Linked DNA regions of Mus musculus: regions 2 and 3 are each linked to region 1. A link is a contact called in public Hi-C data. All regions are on one chromosome and are shown on one strand. Each heading gives the region's core, a stretch centred on a gene start, on an enhancer-like site or on the middle of the called end of the contact. The rest is flanking DNA. Distances are from core to core; before and after follow the strand shown. Region 1 has its middle 19 kb from the start of Gm23902. Region 2 overlaps Dars (aspartyl-tRNA synthetase). Region 3 holds the start of Dars (aspartyl-tRNA synthetase).

Evidence for each region. A called contact is a pair of places that touch in the nucleus more often than the background predicts.
Region 2: a contact with region 1 is called in a Hi-C map of muscle stem cells, with 1.9 times the contacts expected there. The contact joins two enhancer-like sites. A contact is called at or near these places in 3 of 39 promoter capture datasets (the C10 cell line, embryonic stem cells and pre-B cells), 4 of 484 Hi-C or Micro-C datasets (macrophages, muscle stem cells, myocytes and 1 more), 1 of 115 datasets of contacts at active chromatin or transcription factors (embryonic stem cells) and 2 of 9 other capture datasets (adipose tissue and liver).
Region 3: a contact with region 1 is called in a Hi-C map of muscle stem cells, with 4 times the contacts expected there. The contact joins the promoter of Dars here to the enhancer-like site in region 1. A contact is called at or near these places in 1 of 39 promoter capture datasets (pre-B cells), 6 of 484 Hi-C or Micro-C datasets (the C2C12 cell line, muscle stem cells, myeloid progenitors and 2 more), 4 of 115 datasets of contacts at active chromatin or transcription factors (the SCID.adh cell line, embryonic stem cells and large pre-B cells) and 1 of 9 other capture datasets (liver).

What each region holds. Positions count from the first base shown.
Region 1 is chr1:128,506,330-128,511,177 of GRCm38.p6, reverse strand. No RefSeq gene overlaps it. Among named protein-coding and RNA genes, the nearest start is that of Gm23902, 19 kb to the right of the region's middle. Within about 2 kb of position 2,162, at least 8 of the 459 cell types and tissues checked have an H3K27ac peak or open chromatin away from gene starts, as enhancers often do. A contact at or near this core is called in the C2C12 cell line, the SCID.adh cell line and muscle stem cells, where this site is marked.
Region 2 is chr1:128,397,142-128,401,989 of GRCm38.p6, reverse strand. All of the region lies in intron 4 of Dars (aspartyl-tRNA synthetase), which reads left to right. Among named protein-coding and RNA genes, the nearest start is that of Dars, 18 kb to the left of the region's middle. Within about 2 kb of position 2,784, at least 103 of the 459 cell types and tissues checked have an H3K27ac peak or open chromatin away from gene starts, as enhancers often do. A contact at or near this core is called in muscle stem cells, where this site is marked.
Region 3 is chr1:128,414,871-128,419,718 of GRCm38.p6, reverse strand. It overlaps Dars (aspartyl-tRNA synthetase), which reads left to right and starts at 2,303. Exons shown (of 16, transcript NM_177445.5): 1 at 2,303-2,567; 2 at 4,308-4,365. The coding sequence starts at 2,502.

The sequences.
Region 1 (4,848 bases), core at 913-3,412:
AACAATCCTCCTGCCACCAACACCCCAGCATCTGGGATCAGGCACAGCTAAACCCAGCTCCCCAACACACACACACCCAAGACAGGGTTTCTCTGTGTAGCCTGACTGTCCTGGAACACTCTCTATAGACCAGGCTGCCTTCAGACTCAGAAATCCTCCTGTCTCTGCCTCCTGAATCCTAGAATTAAAGCCATATGCCAACACCGCCTAGGATTAAACTTATCCTTTTAGATGGTGTACTGGCTAATTTTGTGTCAACTTGACGCAGGCTGGGTTATCACAGAGAAAGGAGCTTCAGTTGAGGAAATGCCTCCATGAGATCCAGCTGCAAGGCATTGTCTCAATTAGTGATCAAGGGAGGAGGTCCCCTTGTGGGTGGTGCCATCTCTGGGCTGGTAGTCTTGGGTTCTATAAGAGAGCAAGCTGAGTAACTCAGGGGAGGCAAGCCAGTTAAGAACATCCCTCCGTTGCCTCTGCATCAGCTCCTGTTTTTGAGTTCCAGTCCTGACTTCCTTGGTGATGAACAGCATTGTGGAAGGGTAAGCTGAATAAACCCTTTCCTCCCCAACTGCTTCTTGGTCATGATGTTTGTGCAGGAATAGAAACCTTGACTAATACAGATGGGTAGAAGGAATCCAAACTCAGGTCTTCCTACTTTCATGACAAGAACTCCTCCCCACTGAGCTACCTCCCCAGCCCAGAATGTAATGGACGCAGGCCTCACAGAGGTTGAACTGGACAGTCGTTCTTGCCAAGGCAGGAATAAGGCCCTTGCTGGCAGGGTCTTCCCCTCTCTGCTTTGCTCTGAATCTTTTCTCTGTCCCATAACTCCTGCTCTCCATAAAGGTGACTCACCTAAAGCCCCTGTGCTTCTCTTAATCTAACCTTCCCACTACAGACTCTCATTCAGTCCCTGTTGAAATCTCTCGGGAAGAGAGTAGTTAACCTGACTCATCTTTGTCTCTGGAGCCACAACTCGGGACATCCATCACTTAGAATATCTTATCAATCAGTTATGCTTGAAGGAACATGAAGCCCAGTCGTGCCGAGCAGCCTCTTCCACAGGACTGTACAAGGGATAAAGTGCTCAGGCATGGAGACACTGGGTCTAAGACCCTGGAATAACTCTAAACATCATACCTGTTTTCTCACCAACTTAATCTGCTTCTAATACTTGTTGTACATATGTATGTACATGTGTGTGTGCATACTCATGTATAGGGGTGCATGTATGTGTATAGGATACACACACACACAGTGTGAAGGCCCAAGGACCACCTCAGATGTGGTTCCAGAGGAATTCTGTACCTAGTTTTTTGAGTCAGAGCTTCTTACTAGCCTAGAACTCATGGACATGGTTGTGTTGGTAGCCAATGAGCCTCCCCTTTTCTACCTCCCTAGCATGGGGGATTATAAGCATGCACCAACATGCCAGCTTTAAAAACAAAACAAAATCGCATACATTCACTTATCTATGTATATTTATTTATTTTGTGTGGGTGTACATGTGTGTGCCACAGTACATGTCTAGAAGTCAGAGAACAGCAGGCAGGAGTTGGGTTCTCTTCTGTCACCAGGCGAGCCCCAAGGATCACCTAAGTATAGGCTTGGTTGCAGCCACCTTTACAGACTCAGCACCACCAGCCCAATCTTGGCCTTTTTAAAACATAAGTTCCAGGGATCAAACTCAAGCTGTCACGCTTGTAATATGAATATGTTGTCTTCATAGGCCTTTGCTATGAGTTTTTATAATATTTGTCTTCTTACATAAACTGGGAGTGTTCACATGAATAAAAGACAAGATATCGACATGCCTAGCTTTGGTTACTCCTAGGACAAAAGAGAATGGGTAAGGGAAGAGGGCAGAAGAAGAAAAACACAAAGCAAGAGAAGGATGCGTTTGACAGACTCAGACAGGTGCTGTGAGAAAGACTTGGCACTTTAGCAAGAGAGGAAAGCAGAAAACACAGCTTGAGAGGATTGAGGTCCAAGCCAGCTCACATCTCAGGCCTGGACCAATGGAAAACAGAGAGTGCTTCATGGAAGACAGAGGTTTTAATGGGTGACAAAGGCTACCCTAATCCAACAGGCTCCTGTGACTCAGCTCTGCCCTGTGGAAAACATCCCATGCCTCCAACCACACTGGGTCACTGGGTTCTTCTCACAGGAGTGCCATGTCTCTTCCTTGACACCAGAGTGTGGTGCATTGTTACTGAATAGCTCATCTGAGTAGCCTAAGCTAACTCCACTTACACTAGAGCCAAAGAAGACTCCAACTGACCACAGTAAATAAAGCAAGCAATTATAAGACTCAGCCCAGTGTGCCCAAAAGCACAAAGTGAAACAGGAAACATTTGTGCCCTGTGACAGAAGTTTCTCGCAACTGTTTGCTGGGCCAAAACCTTGGCTTTCATTCCTCTCTTGATTTTTAAAGCTGGCCTTTGAATACTACCTGGTAGATAGTTGGTTCTTTTGATGTTTAATGCATTTATGAAAAAGATGAGTTATCTCATTTTCCGCAAAGGTGGCCAAGCCTGTTCTGTATGGAAAGAAGCATATGTGACCATGCGAGAGTGAAAGCTGTTTTTTCTTTGAAGGTTCAAAGTTAATATGTCAATTAAGTTTCAAGGAACTGTGCATCAGACCTTGAAATGTGGAAGCTAGGTTAGGAAGCTCAAAGCGCAGGGTTAGACAGTCACTATTAGGAAAATAAATGAATCTGAAATACTGGTCATAGCGGAGAACTTTTTCTTCTCTGTTTTGGTCCTGGTGTATATGTGTTTGTGTGAGTGTGCACATGGGTGTGTGTGGAAGCCAAAGGTCAATAAAGAACATTTTCCTCTATCATTCTCTACCTTATTTCCTGAGATGAGAGCCCCACCCATCCAGAAACATTAGCTGACTTTCAAGTGTCCAGGGGTCCTCCTGTCTCTGCCTCCTGAGTGCTGGGGTTATAGGTTCACAGTTCCAAGGTTGGCTTTTGCATGTGTGCTGGAGATTTGGACTGAGATTCCCATGCTCAGCTGGCAGGCACTTCACCAGCCGAGCTGTCTCTCCAGAAGACTTTTTATGTTTTCATTGTTGCCTCCAATGATCTACCTTGGCCTTCTTACTGCAGGAAAACTTAAAAGGAACTTTTTTGATCATGTCTGCCAAAGCAAGGCCACCTAAAAATTATGTTTGATTATGTAGATAGGTTGGAATATAAGCACAAATCCCAGTGCTGTGGAGGTGGGGACAGGTGGATTTCTGGGGCTCAATGGCCTGTGAGTGGCGCCTACTTGGCAAGTTTCAGAGCAGTGATAGATGAAGCTGGACAGTGTTCCTAAGCCTAATGCCCAAGGCTGTCCTCCAGCCTCTACTCACACACACACACACACACACACACACACACACACACATATACACACACACACATACACATACACATACACACACACACATACACACACACATATACACACACATACACACACACATACACACACATATACACACACATACACACACACATACACACACATATACACACACACACATATACACACACACACACACATACACACACACACATATACACACACACATATACACACACACACATACACACACACACATATACACACACACATATACACACACACACACATATACACACACACACATACACACACATACACACACACATATACACACACATACACACACAGAGGAACACACACAGAGGAACACATACACACACAGAGGAACACACACAGAGGAACACATATATATACACACACAGAGGAACACGTACTCACACATTAATAATAAAGATGAAAATGAGATACATGACCATATTTTTTAAAAAGCATAGCTAACAAGCAAAGCCCATCAAAAAAATTAAAGAGTCTTTTACTGTTTTCTCTATCATCATATTGCTTTTTCCACGGGCTTCCGTTTCGGGCATCTGTAATTCTTGATATTTTTATTTTTAAAACTTATTTTTGCTCAGAGGCACTATCCCTTCGTGAGTCTATCTGAATCAGGAAGTCAGGCCCCTTCAGGAAAGCATGGTCCAGTCTGTGGTAGGCAGAACTTCCTTATCATGAGGGCATGCCCCTGCCCAGACATTACAAAGAAATGTTAGAGGTTTCTTTATTCTAGACCATCCCTGCTGACTACAAGAGGAAAGGATATGAAGACAAACCCAGAAGGAGTTCCCTATTTGGAGCTAGAATTCATCAGATTACTGGGCTAACCAGCTTTTTTTTTTTTTTCCCAAAAAAAAAGTTCAAAGGAAAAAAAACAGGTTAAGAAGGGGATTGTTTTATGTCAAGAATTGCAAACACCTAGACAAGACTGGGGAGGAGATACTTGCCATGCCAAGTGTGAGAACCAGAGGGCAGATCCTCAGCACCCTCACCACTGAAAGGCCATGCAGTGCAGTCCCAGCAGCTGCAGGCTACCCCAGCCTTTGGCAAGCAGAGACAAAGCATCCCCAGGGCAAGCAGGCTGGCCAGACTAGCCAATCAGAGAGCTCAGAATTCACCTCAGAAACCCAGCCTCAGAGAATAGACAGCAACAAAGAAAGATACCATCAACAAAGCTGGGTCTCTATATGTCTGTATACAACTACATTCACACCTGTTCACACATACTTAAGTCCATATACATGTGAACAGGAATATACACACATACATCGTGCACACATACATGTGCAAAAACAAAACAAAACAACCTGAAAATTTTAGATAGAGCTGGGGAAATGGCTCAGTTTGTGAAATGAGTTCCACACAAGCAAGAAGACCTAAGTTTGAGCCCCAGAACCCAGGTGGCGGAAGGGAGAAGGGAGGCACCAACTCCTGA
Region 2 (4,848 bases), core at 1,535-4,034, 110 kb after region 1:
ACATTTTTCAAAAATGGGACTTAAGACATTGTCAGTTCTGTTGTGTGACATATACATTCCTAAAAATCACTGTGCAGCATGAAATTGGGCAATAAGATCACGGTTTATGGGTGAGGCTAACGGCATAATGCTGAGAAACTTAATGACTCTGTTTATTTGTTTGTTTGTTTTTCGAGACAGGGTTTCTCTGTGTAGCCCTGGCTGTCCTGGAACTCACTCTGTAGACCAGGCTGGCCTCGAACTCAGAAATCCACCTGCCTCTGCCTCCCAAGTGCAGGGAATCAAAGGCGTGCGCCACCACTGCCCGGCCTTTAATGGCTCATTTGTAAAGGGCAAGAATACGACTTTTTAAAGGTAGGTTGAACAGTTTTACAAATGTTGGGTGGTTAGTAAATACATAGTTAAGTATGGCACTTTACTTTGAGAAAAATATCTGTAATTTGCTTGTGAAAGAAATGTAGCTTCTGTTGTTGTGAAGTCCTGTGGAAGCTGCCTGGAATTGGAGGGAAGGTGGGACATCAAGTGCACATGGGCATAGCTAATAACATTGGCCTCGTGTTTCTCATTGGTGTTGCCTAACTCAGATACTGTTGGCATTGTTCTTAAACAAGTGTTACATCTTCTTGAAAAACATCTTCCCTGTTTGCTAACTACTCCTGTGTGGGAATAAGGAAAATAACAGGAGTGGAAGATGGCTTCAGAGTTTAGGGAACTCAGTAGAAATAACTCTACTGTTCTCTTAGACCCTTCCCTCAAGGCTCCCCATCATCCTGCTCCTCACCCAGAACTCCCTCATCTCTGTTCCTTTCTCTTCCCCTTGACGGGCAATGTCTGTAAGTTCCTTGTTCTACAGACTCCTGGTGCTTTTCTCACACCCAGACTGAGGCCATTGTGTGGGATCGTGACCTGATCTGCCACTCAGTTGCTATATATTCTGCCTGACAGTGGGGGTTAAGATTGAAGACTTACAGCCTTTAGATACTTTCATTAGTTAGCAGAATTCTTGAGGATATTTGCTTTTTATCCTCTCATTTATAAGTATAATTACCCAAGAAATATTTGGAAAACAGTGAGTTCCATAAAATATGCAGTGGCCTCCTATTAAGATCAAAACAACACATGACCAGCTTCTAAACCAGTTCTGGGTGTTGTGCTTAAATACAGTGAAAAGCTTACTTATGTTTTTAGCTGACGTTAAAAATTTGAGGACCAATGAAGCATGAAGTGATTGAAAAGAATATTTTGTAGCACATTGTTTGGGGGAAGCCAGCTGCTTAGGGAGTGGGCCAGCTAACAGTGCTGCCAGAATCTGGTTTAGAAAATAATACCCGCAGAAATGAAGAAAAGGCTGCTTTTAACCCTCATTTAGTGTTTACTTCTTTCCTGGGTCAGTTTTACATATGAAATACTTGTGGCTGATTTTACTGCAGAGGGAGGACCTGAACTCTGTTGGCTCTCTAGGTGTTTCCATTTTGAAGATTGCAACCCAAGGACACTGGACAATAAAACAGTGAACTTACTCTACAAAGTGGGGGGGAGAATGGTATTTATATGTTAATTCCATACAGCCCTATGTTTAACCCTATTCCCATTGGTCTTTTACCAGGTGGAGAAAAGCTAGGACTCCACTATTAAAAATACCAAATCAGATAGTTCCAGCTGGGGTTTCCTAATCACTTAAAAGGCAAAAATCAAGGTCACTTTTAATATCTTAAGTAGATAATGATCTTAGCATTTACTTTAGATATTAAATCTGAGTCCTTATTGACTAAACTGTATTGCTAATTTTGAGCTTTTGAAATTTTTTTCCTTGAAAAGAAACATTGGAATTTAATGTGGAGGGAAATGTGTCCTGGGATCGTCCAGTTTATCAATATTCTCACCCAAAAGTTGGCTCACTAATTAGATTCAGTGCCATAGGACGCTTGAGCAGATCATTTTAATCAATCTGTTAGATCAATTTTCTTGTGACTGAATGAGCAGAAAAATGAAGCAGCTGAATGAATTACACAGGGAGGTTGGCACATCCGCCTCCATAGGGATTTTAAGGCCAGAATCTTAATTGTGTGTCTGAAATGGTTGACGGTCTTTCTGAAAATGGAATTTCTCGGGAAGCAGAGGGCTGAGCTTTTGACCTCACTTTACATTGTCACCTGATTCTTTAAAGAGCTGAGCAAGAAGTCGGACTTTTTTTCTTTTGAAAAAAGTTTTTAATTCATTATCATTTGTGTGAGTTACAATTAAGTCTTATAAAGGCAGTTTTTTGGATTTGTTTGTTTTTATTTTGGTAAGGTGCTCTGGAAGCCTTTCAGTATCGAGTATTAATAGCGGACAACAGTTAATATAAATGCAAGTTTTTGAGGCTTAAGGCTGATTTTGTAGCAGCAGCTTTAAAGAGCTGTAACTAATATGGATAGTAATTTCAATGTTTGTTTTGTTAGAGACAGTCTCTCACCTTGTACCCTGGCTGGCCTGGAACTTGCTGTATAGACAAGTTTGACTTGGAACTCACAGAGTTCTCCTGGCCTCTGCTTCAGTAGTTTTTAAAATTAAGAATTACGTATTATTCTTCATCCTCACTCTACCTCAACATCAGGCTGTTTTGACTCTGAAAACAAAGTTTATTCTGTACATAAATATATGTGCTTGGCTTTATTTTTCTTTGTATTAGTCATTGTGGTTAAATGATTTACTGATAGCAGCTGAGTCACAAGTACATTCCTCATTCTCTAGTGAGTCACCTAGCTACATACTAGTTTTGTTTACTTTCCTTCCTTTGAGATATTTCTCCTAAAATAGATATTTCACTGGTTGGTAGGTATAAACATTCTGATTTACTACATTGTAACTATTAGAGCTGTGAAATAGAAAGACTATTACTCAGAAGTCTCACTGACTTAGAAAACTTATTTATTAACATCTGTACTGGTCCGGGCACTTGGCCAAACTTGGGTCAACAAGGGGAAAAAGATTAAAAACTATGGAAACATATTAGTTTGCTGGTAAGAGTAAATACTTACCTAGAGTTGAGACCCAAAGAAGCCAATTATCCACTTGGATAAGTTGGTAGCTTAGGCTAAGCCTTTGCATTGTTATTCATTACTGCTCCTTGAACCTACGTGCTTTGACTCTTTGTTGGAACAAGTTGCTATCTGTTAGGGAAGAAATGACTATGTAGCTCTGTCCTGAAATTTTGGATAAAGGTATGCTTTAAAAATTAGTCTAGGGAGCTGGGCAGTGATGGCGCACGCCTTTAATCCCAGCACTTGGGAAGCTGAGGCAGGCGGATTTCTGAGTTCGAGGCTAGCCTGGTCTACAGAGTGAGTTCCAGGACAGCCAGGGATCCACAGAGAAACCCTGTCTCGAAAAACAAAAAAACAAAACAACAACAACAAAAAATTAATCTAGGAAGCCTGGAGAGATAATTCAACAATTAAGGGAGCGAATTATTCTTACAGAGAACTGGATCTGATTATCAGCTGCATAGCAGCTCATAACTGTTTATAGCCCCAGTTGCAGGGGATTTGACATCCTCTTCTGGCACCTGTAAGCACTGTGCACATATGGTGTGAAGGCAAAACAGCCATGTACAAATGTATAAGTAATTTTTAAAAAAACTTAAGTCTAAGACTGGGAAGATTTCTCAGTGGGTAAAGCATTTGCCATATCATTTAAGCTTATGGACCTGATTTTGAATCACCCATGTAAATAATGAACACAGGATCCTACAGGTCTGTAATCCCAGTACTTGTACAGGGATATAGAAGAGTAAAGACAGGAGACTTCCTGGAAGCTCTGGCTGGCTAGCCTGGCATACAAAGCAGGAAAATGATAAGAAGACCCTGTCTCAAACAAACTAGAAGGCAAGGATTGGCACTGTAAGTTATTCTCTGACCTTAGGAGCTCCATACACACATAAGATTAAGTCTGAAATCTGATGTCAGAAATTCCCAGCTAGTTTATGGCATTAAATCACCTAGCTTAAATATAATTAATGACTTATTATTTCATACAAAGATTCTGCTGAGCTCTGCTGAAGTTGACAACATTAGGGCATCAAACTATATCAGTGCTATTGAAGAAGGTAATAAGATTCCTGAACATTGGAAAACTCTTAGCAGGTGGCCCATTACTTGGCGTGTCACAAAGCTTTAGAGAAACATTGTAGCCCATAGGGTCTTAAGAATGAAAGTGTAGCCAGACGTGGTGGCACACATGCCTTTAATCCCAGCACTTGGGAGGCAGAGGCAGGAGGATTTCTGAGTTTGAGGACAGCCTGGTCTACAAAGTGAGTTCCAGGACAGCCAGGGATACACAGAGAAACCCTGTCTGGGGGCGGGGGGTGGGGTGGGGGGGGTCTCCAAAAAAGAATGAAAGTGTATTGTTTGCAAGTGTGAAGATATATTTAAATTTAGTGCTACTTTTTGGTTTAGTAACAAATAACCTTTGACTTATTTGTGGTCAGCTGATTATTTAACTCCTTAGGATCTGGGTGTTTTGTTTTGTTTTTTCATCTTTAAATGATAATCCCTACCTTATGGGCACTTGTATAGTGTAAATGGAATGGTGTTTGTGTGCCTCAAGCACTAAACATAACTGGAACTTAGAAGGAAATGGCTGGGTGATAATTCGGGCAGTGCTGTAGAGATGTGCATATTGCAGTGACTTATGAGCTACAAAATAAAAGTGTGTTAAGCTTCTTCAGCATTTAAAAAAATACAAATAAATTCAACAAACTATCGTGAAATGATGACATAAAGTTTATGAAGCATTCCATATTCTCTGCAAATGAGAGAAAAAAATGTGCAGTAATGTACCAAATAGAAACCAGTGACCCGGCTGGAGAGC
Region 3 (4,848 bases), core at 1,054-3,553, 92 kb after region 1:
CCTCCCCCAAGCCCCACTAAATCTCTTGAGTGAGGTCTGTTGCATGTGTGACTTTATGGCATTCCTTGGCCCCAATCTGCCAAGATGCTCTTCTGCTGAGAAACCCCAACTACTGACACTTGGGAGACCTCAGGAGTATAGCGTGTGTCCATTGATGTAGCTAGCAAATGCTTTTCTTCTGTTAGGTGAGAAAGCAAGAGCACATATTGTTAGAAATAAGTTCAGGAACACAGAGAAAGACATGACCAGTCCAACCGAAGTATCTGGACAAGGCAAACTTGACTCTTGATCAAAGGGTATCCTCTGAAGAGCAAACATCCCAACACAGGAAGTACATTTGGTTTTTATTTTACCTCAGCTGTGTCTTTTCCCCATTGGCTGGGGTCCGACCTCACAGTCTTATTCAGTTGGCTAGTCTGCAAAGAACTGGTGCACAGGAAATGGAAGAAGCAGGAAGGGGTCACTGCTCCAAGGAGAAAAGGGTCACTGTTCCAGGCCATTGAATTCCTAGTCTAGAGCATGGAGCCTTTGTGTAAACAAAGGTTTTACTGGGTAGGGAACTAAAGCATTTTCATAAGTCTTGTAAGGAAAGGGAGATAAACAGATTTGAATTCCTGGTTTTAAACACAAGTTTTACAGTATTCGATAGAAAAAGTCATAGTTGATATTTCTTACACATATTTACATCGTTACTCCAAAGTTATGACCTAAATAAGAATATTCTATCAAAGCAAAGGAGCACAGTAAGACATATGCAGGAAAACAACAAGAAACAAACAAACAAAAGGAGTCTTGTGGACACACTGAAATATGACAATTCCACCCTACCAAATGACAATAGAATTTATATGTTGCCTTCTGTCGATCAGGGCATACATTAGTACTAAGGCTAAGAGAATAAATACTTCTTTTAGAAATGGAGCCAATTCAGATGCTTTCTGCATTGGAATCCCTTGACTATAATGGAATGTGCTATTGACCATAAGTATTCACTATCATTCCCTAAGGAATGAATACATTCTTCTGTTTTGAGCAAACAGTAGCAGATTAAGATGTGTCTCTTCTCGGCAGTCAGCCTGCGTCAAGTAGAAAGATCAGCTCAGGATCCTGGCCAGAACCATCAGTAATCATTTTATTGCCAATGGTTTATATAACGCTTAGCACAAAGCACATATTTATAACCACTGATGAGTTAATTGAACCATATTTTCCCCCACCTATAACTACATAGTAAACTACACTTCTGGAGCCACCATATCTATCTTACCTGGATTCCAGATCTAAGTAAAATCTTACCTGGATTCCAGATCTAAGTAAAGTTATTCCCAGAGAGCTTTCATTTGAGGGGATAAGGTAGGGTTGGGGAGGAGGGTCCAATTGTATCCTGTTAACAAGTATTGACCATGACATTTTATGTCAAGATAAGACACTACAGACAGCTAAAATGTGACAAAGACGGCTAAAGCTTGTGTCCAGCACCGGAAGTAGTATGTAATCAAGTCTTCAAATTTCATCCCAACAAACTTTTCCTTCTTGGTTGTTGTTTTAAGATAGAGTCTCACTACGCAAACAAGGCTGGCCTCTGCTTCCTGAGTGCTGTTAACTGCAGGCCCGAATTACCAAAGCCCACATTCAATAAAAACGACAGCATTTTTCAAAAGTCTAATTTAGGGAAGATTCACCCATTAGACAACCAACACTATACTATGCATTGCCTTTCACAACACAACAAGTCAAGGAAAACCTGTAGGCTATTGCTTTTAAAACAGTACTCCATCCTGCCTTAGGAGCCTACCTGCCTACCTCTAACACAGCATCCTGCCTTCCCACACAGAGCAGGTTGCCCAGAGACCTCCTCTGACCCAAGAGACAGGCTTCCACAGGGCAGTGAAGGCATCAATTCCAAAAGCGGAGATCCCAGCTGGCAGGACGCGAGACAAGCTGTCTGCCAGGGAGGGTGAAACAATGATACTCACCCCACCCCCAACTCCCTGTCTCTAAATATACAAGTAAGCAAGCTCGTGGTGTTTCACACTCTTAATCCCAGCACTCAGGGAGCAGAGGCAGGAGGATCCTCGTGAGTTCCAGGCCAGACAGCATTACACAGACCCTGTCTTTAAAATAATTAGAATTAAATTTAAAAAGAGGGACTCTGGGAGCAAGGGGAAGACAATTAACTGGAATGAAGTTAGACCAAGAGGGTAGGTATGTCAAGAGGCTCTGCAGGGAAGATTCCTCGGAGCCTATCCTGCGAGACCACACCCACTTCTGGGCCACGCCCCATGACTCCCGTGGGCGGGGCAGAGGGAGGAGCTGGCGGCGGCGCGCGAGAGCTCGCTGTGGCTCTCGCGATATTTCCGAAGCCAAGGTTCCACGCGGAGACTGGGGGCTTAGAACCCGGGCTGGGAGGGCGAGACTGTGCGGGAGGGAGCCGCTTCTTAGCCTGTCCTACGGAAGCCTGCGAGGGAGGGTGGTATCCACTCCCCAAATCCAGTGTCCTGATGCCCAGCACCAACGCCAGCCGTAAGGGTCAGGAGAAGCCGCGGGAGATCGTGGACGCGGCGGAAGTGGGTTTCCTCCTTTCCCCCCGGGTCGGGGAGTGCGCTGAGGGAGGGAGTGGGGCGATCCGGGCGCCGCTTCCGTAGCTCCCGTCAGCGCTTTACTCGCAGGCCGCGGCGTGGGGTGTCGCGTCGCAGGCCAGTGCTCCCGAGGACCCCAGGGGCCGTGCCTGGGCTCGCGGCCTCAACTACTCGGGACTGTTAACTCTTGGGACCGTGGCCTGGAAGAACCGTGTTCCTGGGGGTGGGGGGACAGGCAAACGTGGGCGCTCGCGGAACCGGAAGTAGCTGCGGCGAGGTTCACTCGAGCCTTCCTAGGTTAGCACGTCCTGCACGGAACACACCAGCCCAGTCCCCGGACATTTCTGATAAAGCACCACTAATCGATACCCTCAGCCCTCATAATGTTCTGGCCAGTAAAGACAGCCCTTTGCAGCACGAGCTGCCAGTGTATTTAATGACTTTTCCTTGTGACAGCTGCCAACACGTGTTATCTTGGTTTCCTTTCTCAGTGACTCTGTGAGGTAGGGTAGTGCAATTCCCAGAGATAACCCTCAGTGATCCATAGCACTTTGCAGAAGTCAAGGTTTGAAATCCTCTAAGTTAGGTGTTTGTAGTAATACTTAAGTCTTAATCTTTTCCTGGCTCCTAATTTTTTGGTGGAGGAATTCAGCATTTGCTAACTACATCATAACTCAGAATAATAAGTTACTATTTAGTTCTGCTGAAATGTGAGTACTAAATAGAAACAATAACACTTTTTTTTCTTATTTTCACCCCCCTTTGGTTCAAATGCACCACCTATTTATGGCACATACCATTATGTGACAGTTCTCTCATATTGAAGAAACAATTTCAACAAGAGAATGTAGAAGAACAGAAACTGTTTCAGACATCTTTCAAAACTACCTTGTTAAAAAAAAATTTAAGGAAATTATTTTTGTGTGTTAGTGTGTCTAATTGTATAAATTATCAACACACCATTGTAAGTAGTATAGGTATAAGATACAGTATATGGTAGACATTATAATAGAGTTCTATAAATAAATGGAAGGAACTTAAGAACATTGTAGAGGTAAGGTAAGATAAAATGAAAGACTACGTAACTGTTTAATAAGTGTAGTTTATAGCCTGAACTTCAGCTCCTCTTCCTAACTTACTCCATGAAATTTGATAATATTGCCATTCTCAAACTATGTAACCTGTTATTAGTTGTAGAAATAGGAGGCAGGTGAATTTTCTGGTCGTGTTTTACAAAAGGAAAGTTGTAGTTAGCGTGTATCAAACAGCTCCGATTTCTAACAAGTGAACATCTGGTGCTCAGAAACCTTACCCAAAGCGTTGGTTCTCTTTGAACACCTCTTCCTGTGATAGGAAGTTAATAAAACTGTAGGACTTCATCTTACTCCCTTCACAGGGCAAATTTATATCTCTTCTTTGAAGTAGATTAATCTCCCTTGGAATAAGGTAGTTAAGAAGCATTCTATGCATGTGTAAGTTATACCTGGGAGTACTATTATGCATGATATATCTATGCACATATGTAAATATAATAAATATATAACCAGAAACTGGGTGCTTTTTTTCTTTGTAGTAAGCACATACATAAGTGAACAAATTTCCATATTTAAAATGGCTGAGTTTAAAAGTGTACTTTTGGAAATTAATACAAATTTATTTGTAGTTCTAGGTACTTGTATTTATGTATTTAAATTAAAAGTCATTTTACCAAAAAATTTTTTTCCCTAGGATTATGCTAAAGAGAGATATGGGATATCTTCTATGATACAATCACAAGAAAAGCCAGGTTAGTATTTTCCTTGTAATTCTAGAATACTTCATGAAGTTTAAAATAGGGTTGACTAAAGGTTTATGGATGTTAACACACTCTGTAAATATTATCAGCCTGTAGGTCTTAATCTGGAAAAGAATATGTTTGTTTGTTTGTTTGTTTGTTTGTTTGAGGCAGAGTCTTGTGAATTAGAATTACCCAGGCTGGTCTTGAACTCTGTGTGGCAGAGAGTGACTTTTAACTGCTGACTTCCCCTCTACCCCTCTGAGTGCTGATTTATAACTAGCATGTACCACCAATCCAATCAGTTCTAATTTTTAAATTTTTGGTTTGTTTGTTGAAACTGGATTTCTTTGTAGTCCTGGCTGTCCTGGAATTCACTTTGTAGACCAAGCTGGTCTCAAACTCAAAGATAGCTACCTGCCTCTCCTCCTGAGTGCTGGGATTAAAGGCAAGTGCCATCATTGCTCTACCAGATCTCTTTAAACCCTCAGGCTG